2 separate regions of the Sus scrofa genome follow, and region 1 is linked to region 2. Evidence: chromatin contacts called from public HiChIP or PLAC-seq data. All regions are on one chromosome and are shown on one strand. The core of a region is the stretch at or near the end of the contact, and the rest is flanking DNA. Distances in the headings are between cores, read along the strand shown. Region 1 holds the start of BCL2L15 (bcl-2-like protein 15). Region 2 holds the start of HIPK1 (homeodomain-interacting protein kinase 1).

What was found. HiChIP or PLAC-seq counts read pairs in DNA pulled down with a chosen protein or histone mark.
Region 1: an H3K27ac HiChIP or PLAC-seq map of alveolar macrophages shows a contact between it and region 2. The contact joins the promoter of BCL2L15 here to the promoter of HIPK1 in region 2. A contact is called at or near these places in 2 of 47 Hi-C or Micro-C datasets (adipose tissue and embryonic fibroblasts) and 1 of 2 datasets of contacts at active chromatin or transcription factors (alveolar macrophages).

The regions. Positions count from the first base shown.
Region 1 is chr4:106,671,708-106,677,025 of Sscrofa11.1, reverse strand. BCL2L15 (bcl-2-like protein 15) reads right to left here and starts at 3,471. Exons shown (of 4, transcript XM_003125839.4): 1 at 2,160-3,471; 2 at 1,487-1,608. The coding sequence starts at 2,286.
Region 2 is chr4:106,624,648-106,629,859 of Sscrofa11.1, reverse strand. It overlaps HIPK1 (homeodomain-interacting protein kinase 1), which reads left to right and starts at 2,746. Exons shown (of 16, transcript XM_021090012.1): 1 at 2,746-2,997.

The DNA of each region.
Region 1 (5,318 bases), core at 2,222-4,721, 46 kb before region 2:
TGCCGTGAGCTGTGGTGTAGGTTGCAGACGCGGCTCGGATCCTGCGTTGCTGTGGCTCTGGCGTAGGCCGGTGGCTACAGCTCCGATTAGACCCCTAGCCTGGGAACCTCCACATGCCACGGAAGTGGCCCAAAGAAATAGCAAAAAAAAAAAAAAAAAAAAAAAAAAAGAAAAAGACAAAAAAATAAAAAATAATAAATAAATAAATAAACAAATAAATAAATAACAAAACAAAACAAAACAAAAAAAAACAAAATGGAGCTGCAGCTGCCTGCCTATGCCACAGCTACAGTAACGCCAGATCTGAGCCTCATCTGTGACCTACACCACAGCTCACAGCAATGCCAGATCCTTAACCCACTGAGCGAGGCCAATGACTGAATCTGCATCTTCATAGATACTAGTTGGGTTCTTAACCTGCTGAGCCACAATGGGAACTCCTGAGCTGTCATGATTGATATTAATCAGCAACATCTTCTAGAGCATTGTCTATCAATATTTATACCCAATACAGAGTCCAGGAACCAGGACTCTGAAGAAAAGCCAGATACACCCTAGTGAACTGCTGTAAATATTTATCCTTAATTTCATCAGACTTGTCAACTTCCTATTCTTCCTGTATATAATGTTATTGCTGGACCTTGAGGAAAAAAAGACAACCACTACCAGCAAAATAAATATTAAAACAGGTGCATAAAAGAATAAAATGTTTTACCAAGAATAAAGTGCTAGGGAGTTCTCATTGAGGCTTAGCGGTAACTAACATCCATGAGAATTTGGGTTTGATCCCTAGCTGCCTCACCCAGTGGGTTAAGGATCCAGCGTTGCTGTGGTTGTGGTATAGGCTGGCAGCTACAGCTCTGATTTGACCCCTAGACTGGAAACTTCCGTATGCCACGGGTGTGGCCCTAAAAAGACCAAAAAAGAATAAAGTGCTAAATATATGTTCTATGCCATTAAGCACAGCTCTGATGAAAAATACGAAATAATCTGAGGTTCATCAGCCTATGCTACAAACTCTCCACCTCGGAGTTCCCGTTGTGGCTCAGTGGTTAACGAATTCGACTGGGAGACATGACGTTGCAGGTTTGATCCCTAGCCTTGCTCAGTGGGTTGAGGATCCGGCGTTGCCGTGGGCTGTGGTGTGGGTTGCAGATGCGGCTCAGATCTCTCTTTGCTGTGGCTCTGGCATAGGCCAGTGGCTACAGCTCCAATTCGACCCCTAGCCTGGGAACCTCTATATGCTGTAGGAGCAGCCCAAGAAATGGCAAAAAGACAAACAAACAAACAAACAAAAACAACTCTCCACCTCAATATCACCTAGGCCTTTACTCCTACAGAACTGGCAACTGAAGAATTCCTGCTGCCTTTCCTTGAATGCGTTAACCCCCCAAATCTTTCCTAGAACATTTCTAGTCACATTCATATAGGAATAATGCTTGAAATTTAAAAAGCAGCAAACAATAGAAGGTAGTGGAAATCTGACCTGTCCCTGAATGGTTTCTGCAATGATGCTTTTGGCAGAAGCTTCCAATTCTCCATTGAACTTGTCACCCAACATCCGAAGGCGACCAGCAATGATGGCCACATCAAAAGAGCAAGCTTCTCCTAAAACAGAAGGAAAACATTTGTCACAGTGCTTGAAGGGATGGCAAGTTCTAGGAATCTGGGCATTGGACTTCTAAACAATTTTGGCATTGTTCCCTCTTAAGAAAATCTTCAATATTCCATCAATACCAACAGACAGAAAATCTCCCTTCAATGAGAATTACTTTCCCTTCAGACATTGCTAAAAGCTTAGAGTTTACCTTTTAAAACTTAAAAAACTTAAGAAAATGGAGTTCCTGTTGTGGCTCAGTGGAAATGAATCTGACTGGCATCCATGAGGTGGCAGTTTTGATCCCGAGCCTCGCTCAGTGGTTAAGGATCCCCAGTTGCCGTGAGCTGTGGTGTAGGTTGTAGACGCAGCTCAGATCCCGAGTTGCTGTGGCTGTGGTGTAGGCCAGCGGCTTCAGCTCCAATTCAACCCCTAGCCTGGGAACCTCCATGTGTCACCAGCACAGCCCTAAACAATTTTTTTAAATCCCCAGAAAACTTAAGAAAGCATATTCAGTTTCTCTAATTGACTAGCATTTACCACCTCAGGCCAAAAGCCTTACCTGAATCTGTTTCATCTACACCACGTAGGCTCCGGTTAGCAACCTGGCAAGAGGGGCCTAAGAAGTCTGTGAGGAGAGAATCCACAATACATTCCGTTTGCTCCTCAAAAGTTCGGGGGGGTTTCATTTTCGATGTTTGCAGCCGAGTTTTCCTTTTCCACAAAACAAAGCAGTTTTCAGCTCAGCAGCAAGTCCAAAACACTGGTAAACCAGATGTGTCTACCTCTTGCAAAGCTTCTTAATGGGACATGGAGCCCATCCTACACCTGTCTTCCAAAGAGTTGCTCAGAAATGTGGGCCTTCTCTGAAGAGCTCACCCACACTTAAGTGGGGAGGTTTTGCTGAAGCCTTTCAGCTCTTTATCTCAGAGCCACGCCCAAGCCAGACCTAAGGTTAATGAATAACCTTAAAAGTTAGATAGCCAACCTAGAACTGAAATAGAGTTGAGGAAGGGCCTCTTGGGTAATTTCACTAAGAAACTTCCTGTTGGGTTCTGGGAATGGTGTAATCTAAAGGAAATGTTTGAAGTTATATTACACAAGCATTCGACTCCTGACTGGCATTCATTTGCCATAACCACACACTGAGTATTTACTGAGTGCCCTTGTCTAAGGAACTACACATACTGGGCACTATAAATAACCTGGAAAAGTGACATAGATTATAATTCCCATCCTCATGGAGTTCACACTTCAGCATGAATGATACATGAAGTGACTAATCACATAATTTCTTGTGTTTATTGAGGTACAGTGAATTATGACAAAGTGTATAATAAGAAAGGCTTCCCCGGAGCAGTAACATCTGAGATGAGCTCTAGGACAAGTAGGGCTTCATGAGGCAAAGAGTAGGAATAAGACCACTCCAGGTGGAGGGAAGAGGATATGTACAAGATGAGAAGGTGAATAAAAATTTTGGGCATTTTGAGGAGTTGTAAATGGAGATAACACAGAATATTTCATAGGGAAATAATGAGGATTAAATAAGATAAGGTTTTGTGGAATGACCCAGCAGTATCTAAGACACTCCTTTTAGCCCAAGGCCTAATGACCAGGAGGAAAGGGATCTGGGATTTATTCTCTAATGGGATTAACTGAGATTTTCCTAACAGGGTTGAACTCCATCCTTGTTTTACAGATTCTCAGGATTGGACACTTAGCCTTAGCAGTTGCCTTCTTAATTAGCTACACCTAGATTTTGGGTTAGCATCTGAGGAGCAGCATTCAAACATATCAGCCCTTCCAGGATATTTTCTTTTTTCCTTTTTGTTTTTTAGGGCTGCAGGTGCGGAATATGGAAGTTCCCAGGCTAGGGGTCTAATCGGAGCTACAGCTGCAACAACAGCAACAGCAACGTGGGATCTGAACCATGTCGGCAACTTAACACCACAGTTCATGGCAACCCTGGATCCTTAACCCACCGAGCAAGGCCAGGGATCGAACTGGCAACCTCATGGTTCCTAGTTAGATTTGTTTCCGCTGTGCACCTCATGGTTCCTAGGTGGATTTGTTTCCGCTGTGCCAGAATGGGAACTCCACTAAAGGCCTTTTTTTGTGTGTCATTATTTATCATTAGGGCTAAAACTTCAGTTTCTTTTCTTTTTTGGCTTTTTGTCATTTCTTGAGCTGCTCCCACGGCATATGGAGGTTCCCAGGCTAGGGGTCAAATTGGAGCCATAGCTACTGGCCTATGCCAGAGCCACAGCAACGCGAGATCCAAGCTGCATCTGTAAGCTACACCACAGTTCACGGCAACGCCAGATCCTTAACCCACTGGGCAAGGCCAGGGATCGAACCTGCAACCTCATGGTTCCTATTCGGATTCACTAACCACTGAGCTATGACAGGAACTTCAAAACTTCAGTTTCTGCTAAGTAGCCTTCAGACTTTTGTCAGAAGATCCCTTATCTCTGAGGCCAACCTCCTTTCACACTGGAGCTGGCTATTGACAATTTAAGGATTCCTATAAATGCATTTACAACATACTTCCAAAATAATATACAAAACAAAAAAAGCTTATAAGATACTCTCCAAATGGTGTTAAGTAGCTTGCTCAAGGTAAGTGGCAGAAGAGAAACTTAAAACCAAGTGTGTCTTACCATAAATAATAAACCTTTTCCCACAAAGGTTTATTGATATGCTTATGGGAATTTAATCTTTGCATTATCTTATCTTATCTTTTTTTTTTTTTTTGTCTTTTTGCCTTTTAGGGCTGCACTCTACATTGAGGTTCCCAGGCTAGGGGTCCAATTGGAGCTACAGCTGCCAGCCTTTGCCACAGCCACAGCCATAGCAATTCAGGATCCCAGCCCTGTCTGCGACTTACACCACAGCTCACAGCAACACCAGATCCTTGACCCACTGAGCTAGGCCAGGGATCCAACTCACATCCTCATGGATGTCAGGTTGCTAATTGCTGAGCCATGACAGGAACTCCCTATCTTATCTATTCTTTGCATTATCTAGTATAATCAAGGTTGTAAGACCATAGAAAAGAGAGTATAACTTCCTTGAGCAATGTGGGATAAAATTTTCTCCTCCTTTTATTTCTCTCTGAATCTGCAATGGATCAGTCTCCCAGCCATCAATTCCCTTCCCCCTTAGTCCACGTATCCTTTATTCTTGCAGTGCAAATATTGTATCCTGATTTCACCACTGAAAAATGAGGCTGGCATTTTTTATCACTATCATTTGCTTCTCTTGCTGCTCTGGCCATAACAATTTCTATCCCTTTCCCGAAGCCTTATCTTTTTATATCACTGGCTCAAAATCCAAGATCTTGTCATGTGCACCCAGTCTGAATGTGAACGAGAATCAATGTGAAGACCTGCAACTAGGAAAATAAGTTTTTTGCCTCCTAAATACCCAGTATGTGAGAAAAGGACATTCAAAAAAGAGGAAGAGGGAGTTCCTGTCATGGCACAGAGGAAATGAATCTGAAGAGGAACCATGAGGTTCTGGGTTTGATCCCTGGTCTCACTCAGTGGATTAAGGATCCTTTATTGCTGTGGCTGTGATGTTGGCTGGCAACTGTAGCTCCGACTGGACCCCGAGGCTGAGAACCTCCATATGCCACAGGTGCGGCCCTAAGAGGCCAAAATAAAAAAAAAAAAAAGAGGGAATGGAGGCATCAAACAGTCACTGGTCCACAGCAGTAAAA
Region 2 (5,212 bases), core at 1,497-3,996:
TCATCATAGTTTTCTATTAGGCTCTCTTTCTTCAGTCTTTGCCCACTCCAGCCAGCCACCAGCTCTCTCTTTAAAGCACAGATTCCTTCATATTACCTGAATGATTAAACCTCCACTGAAGCTTCATTGCCTTTCAAATGATCTAAGGATAATGAATAAATAAATAAATAAATAAGATAATAAATAAATAAGATAAAGTATAAATAAATAAGACTACCTCACTAATTCCACATTCTGCCGCTTCTCTGCTAAACTGTAGGCTCTTTCAGGGCACAGATCACACATTTTCTTCTTTGTATCTTTAATTTCTAATATAGTGCAGGCATATAGAAGATAATAGATATTTGCTGAATGGATGAATGAACTCCAATTACATTAAACTCTGAAACTTCTTTGAGTATACTATGTTGAAACAGGGCATTCTCTGAATATCCTCCCTGACTCAATCATTCAAATCTTTTTTTTTTTTTTTTTTTCCATTTCTAGGGCCACTGCCATGGCATATGGAGGTTCCCAGGCTAGGGTCTAATTGGAGCTGTAGCCACCGGCCTACGTCACAGCCACAGCAATGTGGGATCCAAGCCACGTCTGCGACCCACACCACAGCTCATGGCAACGCCGGATCCTTAACCTACTGAGCAAGGCCAGGGATCAAACCTGCAACCTCATGGTTCCTAGTCGGATTCGTTAACCACTGCACCACGACAGGAACTCCAACAAACAAGTGGCTGCGCCTGCGGCATATGGAAGTTCCCAGGCTAGGGGTCGAGCCACAGCCACTGTAGAAGCAACGCCGAGTAGTTATGTTGTGAGCCACACAGGAAGTCCTCAAATCTTAAATATAGATGTCTTTGTGTATTTTTTCCCCTCACTAGACTGTAAACTCTCTGAGGGAAAGGGTCCCATCTTATGTATTTTGCATATGATCCAATGTCTGGGAGAATGCCTGGCATCAGGCAGGCACAGTTTGTCCGAAGGATGAATGAATATCACAGGGGGGAAAATACTAGATTTTTAAGAAAGTGTCTATGTAGTGATATATACTGAAGAAATGATCTAAGGATAATGAATAAATAAATAAATAAGATAATAAATAAGATAAAGTATAAATAAATAAGACACAAGAAATAAAGTAGTCAAATGAAGATACTGAAGTGAACAACGAGAATCAATCAGGAAAGGCTTTCTAACAGGTAGATTTTGCCATGGGTTTGAAAAGAGGAAACAGATATAACTTGGGAGAGAAGGATCTTAGAAGCCTGTCATGGAGTTGGCTGGAACCAAGACATGGTAAGCAATTAGTGTGTTTGAAGCCTGCTTTTCAATTGGAATCTATTCTACCCCAGAACCCAAGTTCTGCCTTTTTCCTGGTTCCCCAGGCAGGCATGCTCACCCGCACTCTGTGTCTTGATGTTTCCCAGGTTAGCCCAGTGTAGGACTTTGTGTTCTCTAAGTTTCTATGAAAATAAGCAAACAAAGCTTCCCTATGGGATTGAACACTTCTGTTAACCCTAGTTCTCTAGGGAAATACACTTCCCTGTTCCCAGTAAAACAGAACTGCTCCCAGTGTTGTTAAGCCAGGAGAGAATCCCAAAGGTAGTATAATCACTTTAGCACATCTTCACAAAAATTATCTCTGATTCAAAGAGGTCAAGGATGTATGAGTGAGACCGGAGAAATAGAACTTGATAGCAGAATCTTGTCTTAGCCATATCTACCCACTCCTTAAAGAGCATATGCAAATACATATCTGGTATTTATGTATTATTGCTGTACAGCTACTTTCTAGGGCTCAGATCCCTGTTGCCTCCAACACCTGAGGGATGAAAAAAAAAGTATATATATATATATACTACCTTCTCCCTACAAGTGTCCCACACTTTAGGAATCAGAGCATTTCACATAGTGAGAGGTACATCTGAAGTGTTCCAGAATATCTTGGCCCTGGGAGATGGCAACTGTCTTTCTATTAGGATAACCCAGTTTCCATGCAGTGTTTATGTTTTTTCAGAATGTTGTGTGCCCAACACATGCCGTTTCCTGAATACCCGGCTTTACTATCTCCTGGTAGAGAAGAGAAAATTATGGTAGTATTTGCTCACTACAGGTTTTGAGGGGTTAGGCTCAGTGCGAAGCTATTCTTTCTCATCCAATGCAAACCAAGGTTTCCAAGGTGGCAATGGAAGAGCACCTTAAGGGGCTGCTAATGTTCGTGGAGGCTTACTGATCCCCTACGCGGCTGTCACTCAGGACGTCTCTAGATAGCGAGGAACAGTAAAGCCTAAACGGAGGTAATTCCTCACCAGCAGGGGGGCTTCCCGGGCAGGCACTGCCTCCCTGCGCGCTGCCCAATTTCTGAGGGGTGTCACACAAGCCGGTGGTGATGTCACATTGGCGGGGATGACATTTTAAAGCTGGACCTCCCCACCGCCACCAAGCACTTTTTGATCACAGCGGAGTCGGCCGTGCGGAGGGGGCGGAGAATCCGACCCCCGCACGCGATCCACGCTGGCTCCCCACGGAGGCCCACCCACTCCCATTCCCATCAGTACGATGCGGTCGGCCTGACCCGCCCGCCCTCCGGCACTTCCGCCTCAGTAGGTGTCATGGCGCGGGGCGGGGGACTAGTTCCCGCGAGGCGGGGCCGGCCGGATGGGGGCGGCCGCTCGGCGCTCAGCTTATCTGGTCTGGCGACAACGGCGGCTGCGGAGCGAGGGGCCGGCGGTGGCCCCGGACGGCAGCGGGAGGCCGAGGCGGGAGTGCGCGGGGCTGAGGCGGCGGCGGCGGCGGCGAGGGGCCGGGCGGCGGCACGGGCGGGAGGCTGAGGGGGCTCCCCCCGCGGGACGGGCGCAGGGACGGCTCCGGGGGGCGGGGGCCGGGGCCCGGGCCGGCTCGCGCGGGGGTATGATGACCCGGCGGCGGGGCCCCGGATCTCGTCTCCTCCGCCGCCTCCTCACGGCAGCCCCAGCTCGCGGCTGAGAACCAGACACACCGGCGGTGAGTCGGGGCGGGCGGGCGGGCAGGCGGGCAGGCAGGGGCCCCGGCGGGAGCGACCTCCCGTCGGCTCCCCGAGGCGGGGCCGGGCCGGCCGCGGGTTCTCCCGGGCACCCGGCCTGCGGGGGGCGCCTCCCTTCGCGGCCCCCACCCGGGACCCGGCGCCGAGTCCTGCGGCCCGGCCGTTCGTGGCCGCGGAGGAGATGGCGTTCCCAGGAAAGTGGGGAGGCTCGGGTCTTGTTTTCGGGGCAACTCCCCCTATCTCCTGCCACTTCTCTCCAGGGCGTGTTGTTGTCCTCAGATGACAGGGGGCCGCCTGGCGTCTCCTCACCCGGCCGGTTTTTTTCCCCCGGCTGCTGTGGCCGGTTCCCAGTGTGGGGCTTCTGCGTGTGGATTTCACAGCTCTGCTTAGCGCCATGGTTTGGGATTATTTGTGCCGTTGCGGACCGGGAAGCGGTGTCTGGGAAGGACGGCGCTGCTGGGGTGGGTGTGGAAGCCTTTCTATCCTTTCGGCTTCAGTTTTTTAATCCTTAGGTTGGTAAATTGTAATGATGGTGGAGACTCGGTGGGACCGGCCCACCTGATGTATATCTGTGCAAGGCAGATCTAGAGGTTTGGCTCAGAGGGAAACTTTTGCTATCTGTCGCCAGTTTTCCAAAGCTTTCGTTAAAAAAAAAAAAAAAAAAAACGGGTTATGAGGAAACTACTAAAACTCTTGGGTAAGGCTCCTGCTGTTCACAGGTCTGTGGGAAAGAGGCCCTTTTTGTGCCTAGCAACCGAGACCTGGGGCTCTGTCTCTAAGAGCGCTGGTCTAACCTCCAGTGTGTTGTGGTGACAAACCGTGAGCTTTGGCCTGTGTTTATGCTGGGCGCGCTTTCTTTCCTGTTTAGGTGGGGGAAGGGAGGAGGGGCTAGAGAAGGGGAAAAAAACAACCCCAAGCTCGAAGGTGTCTTTCCTACCCTTAAACCACTGACTCAGTTGCAGATACTCATCTTGAGGGAGCCCTTGATAGACGCTTTTTCTTAGCGACACTTTGGGAATTTTCAGTAATTGCATCAAAATATTAATTTCGACTGCCCAGTCTGTCCTTTATCTTACTTGTTTCCTAGTAACTGATGAAAACAGCAGCATGGCTTCCTGCTCCTGATGAAGTGGGGTTAAATTAAGTGGCTGATGCCCTCAGCAAAACCTACAATTTTGCTCTTGTTTGTGTAAAGCTATTTTTGATTCTTGGTCTGTAGTTGTTTTTTTGTTTTTTGTTTTTTCCTTTTTCTTTTTAATTATAGAGAATGCAAATCATACCAGTTCTTTTTTATACGTAGGTCTAAAGCTTTCTGTAAAACACTTAAAAATATACCAACAAGTCATTTCATCTGATAGTAGTTAATTCAGCTGGTGATTTTGGATATACATGTGATCATCTCAGGGTTCTGCGTTATAAAACTGGTATGATGGATTGACTCTAAGACACTGTTGCTGATTTGAGGGATATTTTGGTAAAGTACTTGTGGTTGGAACTGGAGGCTGCCAAGCCAGTGAAGCATCTGAGGAGTAAAATGGTGAATGAGATATTGTAAATGTACTGACTAGTTAGTCAGTAGGACTTTTGCTGGTGGTATCTTCAGGAATTTTTTATCCATGAATAGTTTATCATCTCTTTGGACATTGTAGCTTTATGGATTGCAGAGCAAGTTGATTGGTTTAACGTGAGATCGAAAACCAAACCAGAACTCCTAAAAGAAAAAAGATAATCTCAAGATTCACAATTCTCTTGGAAAATAAAATTCTTTTATTCTGTGGTTTTGTTTTCATAAGCATAGCTTAGTCAGTGGTTGTGTTGGTGGAAATCAGTGAGCCAAATCTGCCTTATAAACTTCTTACACTCAGAACTTGTGCAACTTGTTGTTAGTTACGTATGGTAACTGGTTCTTTTGTAACTTGAAGTAGTTTTGCAAACATGAACTTCCTGATTGGTTCTTTTATTTCCATTTTCATGACTATATATAGTTTATATATGTCATGATTGATTGACTATATATTGATATTGCTTATAAAACAATCAATTTTTGAAAAAGTTAGTTAATTCCTCTCCAGTTTCTTGCCTTAATTTCATGCCATTCTGAACGTAAATCATCAAAATAATTTTTCTTTCAAGTACCACTTAATCACTGGTTTGCTTTTTGCTGCTGCTTCTTTTTTTTTTTTTTTTTTTTGTATT